Linked DNA regions of Xenopus laevis: region 1 is linked to region 2. Evidence: chromatin contacts called from public Hi-C data. All regions are on one chromosome and are shown on one strand. Each heading gives the region's core, a stretch centred on a gene start, on an enhancer-like site or on the middle of the called end of the contact. The rest is flanking DNA. Distances are from core to core; before and after follow the strand shown. Region 1 has its middle 84 kb from the start of LOC121395023. Region 2 has its middle 49 kb from the start of LOC121395023.

Region 1 (2,700 bases), core at 26-2,525, 130 kb before region 2:
CAAGGCAGTCTATACAAGGAATTAACACTCTTGCAGAGTAGTAAAAGCAGCTCTGGGAGTGTTTAGTTCCTAGCTGCTCAAATCCCACACAAAATGTTACCAGTGCAATGAACAACAACAAAGACACAGTTATTAATAACAGTTATAGATGCATTTTAATTACTGGGGACCTATAAAAAGCAGATGTTTGTTAGTGCACACTAGCCGAATATATAGTCCATTCCTGCTGTATTTGTATGCAAAACATGTTTTGTTTTTGTGTGCAGAATGATTTGTGTGTCCACAAAATATTATTTGGGATACTATAAGAATTACTGGTTACTTTTAAAAAAAAAATTGTAAAATGTGAAGGCTGATACCAAGTAATTTCCCTTGTAATAATGTAGAGCACAAGGTACTGTAGAATGTCTTACTCTTTTAATCTCAATGTTGCAGTGTATATTTTCCCAATTACTCTTATTTTTAAAGAAGACCCTGATATCAAATCTCTTTTCAAAATACATTCCACCCTAGACTATAAGATGAAAACTAGAAGCCATTAGGTAAAATAGGAAAACAGAGCACACAAGAAAGTTTTTCCATGACCCTCCTCCCCTCTGCTTCATCCTCTTTGTTAGAGGAGACAATGGCAAAGAGCCTCCACGAAGGATCCCTTTAGCTATCTTTTCTATTGTCACTTGTGTTACTCATTTACAGCATGGGAAAGGGCTTAGGCAAGTCTATTTATTTGCACAAAGAAAGGGACACTCCCTGGGATTTAAGTTTCAGTTCGGTAACAGCCTGGGGTAAGAGAGAGAGAAAAAACAAAGTCTCACTTTAAATTCCATGTTTATGAATAGAGTTTTTTTTTCCTTGTTCAGTTGTGTGGGGTAGGATAGGATTTCATTTTGTTTACTTATAGCAGTCCTAAAATCATTGCTGTTAGTAATATTTCTTTCAAGCCAAATCAAGGAGAGCTACAGATGTGTGACTTGTCTGAAAACCGAAATATTTGTTTAATAAAGGGTAACAATACTTCTCAAGAGCCCAAAGCTTCCTTAGTTCAGGCATATTCACAGGCAGAGTGACATGAATTTCATGGAATGTTGGCTATGCACATAACATAAACATTGCACTCAATCAGAGCGGGGCACGGTGCCCGCTGCAAGCGACAATATCTTGTGGGAGAGATGGAAACAGTTGTGTTCAGATGGCAATCTCTTGTGCTGCAATAAAAGAAGTCTAGCTGGGTGTGAAAGCTGTTGGCTGATGGTTACCAGATTAGACAATGTTTGAACTGTTGGTCAATTACAAGGACAATTTCCACAAATAGCAGATGGAGAGGGGGGGATGCTAATTGTCTCAAAAGTCAGTTGATTAATTTCACAGTTTGTGTATAACACAGTCACAGCCAAGATCGAAGGCAAGACATTTGATATTCTGATACAAGTTCGGGATCCGTTATTCGGAAACCAGTTATCTCCATTTTATCCAAATAATCAAACATTTTAAAAATGATTCCCATTTTCTCTGTAATAATAAAACAGTACCTTTTACTTGATTCAAACAAACATATAATTAACCCTTATTGGAAGCAGAACCAGCATATTGGGTTTATTTAAAGGGCATGTAAAGTCTAAAACAGAATAAGGCTAAAAATGCTGTATTTTGTATACTAAATATAAACATGAACTTACTGCACCACAAGCCTAATCAAACAAATAATTTATGCTTTCAAAGTTGGCTACAGGGGGTCACCATCTTGTAACTTTGTTAAACATCTTTGCAAGACTAAGGGGCACATTTACCTAGGGTCGAAGTAAAATCCTTCGACTACCGCTATTCCTATGATCGAACGATCGAAGGAATAATCGTTCCTTCTATCGAACGATTAAATCCTTCGAATCGAACGATTTGAAGGATTTTTAATCCATCAATCGAAGGATATTCCTTCGATCAGAAAATTGTTAGGAAGCCTATGGGGACCTTCCCCATAGGCTAACATTGGCCTCAGTAGGTTTTAGGTGGCAAACTAGGGGGTCGAAGAATTTTTTAAAGAGACAGTACTTTGACTATCGAATGGTCGAATAGTCGAACGATTTTTAGTTTCGAATCGTTCGATTCGAAGTCGAGGGTCGTAGTCGAAGGTCGAAGTAGCCCATTCGATGGTCGACGTAGCCATATTCGACCATTCGAAATTCGAACTATTTTTCCAACTATTACTTCACTCGAGCTAAGTAAATGGGCCCCTAAGACTGTGCACATGCTCAGTGTGGTCATAAACAAAGCTGCTTGAGTTCTGCATGGCTGGGAAGTAAGGCGGGGGCTCCTGCTGTTCATAAGTATGATTGTTTCCCTGCTCAGCAGTTAGGGACCATCTGACAATTCCTATCCACAGCAGTAAATGAAGGGAGAATTTCACTGCATACAGTCAGGTTTCTTATAAAAACAGTACTCATTTTTAATTAAAGTATATTGGAGGTTTCTTTTTCATTAAAGAAAGTAAAAATGGGATTTTATTTTTTTGCCTTTACATGCCCTTTAATGTTTACATGATTTTCTTGTATAATGGAATATCCAAATAAAAGAAAGATCCCTTATCCAGAAAATCCCAGGTCCAAAGCATTCAGGTCCCATACCTGTATATGTGCATTTATTAAATTACATCTCATATTCATTGATATTCATACCATTTCTAGCATCAAAACTTAAAGGCCAGAA
Region 2 (2,700 bases), core at 112-2,611:
ATGCCTTTAAGAGTGGCTTGGATAATTTCTTGGTATTAGTATCAAAGGCTATTGTGATACTAAACTCCATAGTTAATATAGATATGGGTATATATAATTTATGCGAAGGTATGGAGGGGTGCGTGTATGGATGCTGGGTTTTTATTTGGAGTGGTTGAACTTAATGGACTTTGTCTTTTTTCAACCCAATGTAACTATACACAAAGCACCAGCAGGACATTTAAACCATAATTTTACTATAAATATATTAAAATCATGAAGCACACATACATAGACAGACTTCAAGCCTGATGCATTTTGTGGATATGGCCACTTCCTCAAAAGTCAACTGAAGTTTTAAAAAATGTATGTGTATCTTCAAAATTGCATTGACCTCTTTATGTAATAAAATTATGCACCCAGCATCACAGCTTTGTGTTCCTATCCACATACAGTAAGGGGCACATTTACTAAGGGTAGAATATCGAAGGTTAATAAACCCTCAAATTCGAACCTCGAAGTAAAATCCTTCGAATTCGAATATCAAATTCGAAGGATTTAGCGCAAATGCTACGATCGAAGGATTTTATTCGATCGAAGGATTTTTCTTTGATCAAAAAAAGCTTAGGCTAACATTTGTGCTCGGTAGGTTTAAACTACTGAAGTATGTAGTCTAAGTTTTTTTTAAAGAGACAGTACTTCGACTATCGAATGGTCGAACGATTTTCAGTTCGAATCGTTCGAATCGAAGTCGTAGTAGCCTATTCGATGGTCGAAGTACCCACAAAAATACCTGGAAATTCTACGTTTTTTTACTTCGAATCCTTCACTCGAGCTTAGTAAATGTGCCCCTAAATGTAAGATAAGCTGCCCATTACAGGAAGGGGTAGCCAAAGATCTGAAACTGTCCCAATATACAGGATAGCCATTCATTACATTGTACGAGACAAAACTGATTCTTCAATAACCACTTCTTCGTTCTTAGTCTGGTTTCAAAAACAGTTTACAGACAAACAGAATTGGAATAAATTGTTAGTTGAATAACACTAGTCTAATCATGTGCACAGTCTTGCTGCTCTGGAGAGGTCGGGTCGGGGACCTTGATAAAAAATCAGCAATTTCATCCAGTGTTGTGTAGCAAGATCATCAAAGTCCCACACTGCACACAGTTTTTTGGTTTTGTAGTCCGAGTGCATCTTATATATGCTCTATTCTGTTCCCAGCAAGCTCCATCCCAGTCATGTTTTGTTTTGAATCCCTGGCATTCCCAAGCTGATGTGTTTTCATGCATAAACTAGGGACATTACAGGGTATGTCCATGTGAAGCCCCCCTCTTCATTCTGTATGCAGAGCTCTATAAACAGCAAGGTGCAATTCTTTGTGCTCTATACTAGGATCTCAAAGAGTTGCAGCTCTGGTCACAACACAATGAAGAAAAGCAGGGCATTGAGTCTGTTTTTGTCAATGAGATCCTGTGTGTGTGAAACCTCTTTAGCAACACTTCAGTTAAAGGAACTAAACCCCCCCCTCCCCACATAGTCCACTATTTAGAAAAGTGTCACAGGAAGTCGCACAGACCTCTCCATACAGAGTAGCACAGCAGAGCTCACAGACACCATCTTCAGATCCTCTTCTTCCATTCGGCTATTTATGGAGCAGCACATGTGCAGTAGGCGAGTAAACCAAACAGCTCTAACTGCACATGTGCAAAAAAGCACAATGTCGGTGGTCCTTTCGCAAAAGTATCCCAAGATCCAAAGATGGCATCCGTGAGCTCTGCTGCACCACAAATATAAATTGTCAGAACAATTTTATTGGGTTATTTAATGTTTAAATGTTTTTCTTAAGGTATTGCAATCCAAATTACAGAAAGATCCCCAGGTCCCAGGCGAATAATAGATCCTATACCTGTATGATAAATCTTGAGAAGAGATAGGGAAGAAGCATAGGGAGCAATTTCAGCCGATCTGCTAGTGAGACAATGGAGGCCTCACAGCTTGAGCAACACTGTTTTGGAACAAGATATAAAAGGAGAGACTATATAACTCTATTTAAAAGAGTAGTTGTGGGCGCTACTAGGTTAACCAAGCTTCCTACTGAATAATACTGCTAATATACAACAAACAGAAGTTATTACAGTTGTGTTGGCCTCAAGAAAGTTAGAAACAGGGCCCTCAAAAATATTCATTGGCAGGCCAATAAAACGCTGAAAATGTAGAAAAGAATGGGGTTAAACAACAGAAAAAGATATGAAAAAGCATGAGGAATACTGTATAAAACAATATTAAAACACTTGATAATAAATTACTGATTTAGGAATCACATTCACAAGTTATAATTGCTGTTAAACTAATGTTTCAGTTTAACATAATTCACTTTGCTGTACAGAAGGGCTTTGGGGCAAAGTCTCTAATGACATTTTTAGCAAAATATAGAGGTCAAAGAAATTAAAATTGAGTAGCATATGGTACGGTAATCACCCGAAGTGTAATTAACAAGCCTGAAATGATTCAGGATACACAACAATGCAAGGTTATATTGTGCTTAATGGAAATTCTTCGGTACAAAAATGAGAACATATGCGTTTCAGTTGCAATACTGGAGATGAATGTAAGGCAACACAATCACAGAATCTTAGATATTGTGGATGGGAAGTATATGATAACCAGGCATATTCATTTTTAAATGTCTTTACATTACCAGCTCCTGCCTCACAACTGC

What was found. Hi-C and Micro-C count contacts between places; a contact is called where the count stands out from the background.
Region 1: a Hi-C map of the XTC cell line shows a contact between it and region 2, with 5 times the contacts expected there. The contact joins two enhancer-like sites. A contact is called at or near these places in 2 of 4 Hi-C or Micro-C datasets (the XL177 cell line and the XTC cell line).

What each region holds. Positions count from the first base shown.
Region 1 is chr6S:33,917,011-33,919,710 of Xenopus_laevis_v10.1, reverse strand. No RefSeq gene overlaps it. Among protein-coding and RNA genes, the nearest start is that of LOC121395023, 84 kb to the right of the region's middle. Within about 2 kb of position 1,275, at least 3 of the 7 cell types and tissues checked have an H3K27ac peak or open chromatin away from gene starts, as enhancers often do.
Region 2 is chr6S:33,783,337-33,786,036 of Xenopus_laevis_v10.1, reverse strand. No RefSeq gene overlaps it. Among protein-coding and RNA genes, the nearest start is that of LOC121395023, 49 kb to the left of the region's middle. Within about 2 kb of position 1,361, at least 1 of the 7 cell types and tissues checked has an H3K27ac peak or open chromatin away from gene starts, as enhancers often do.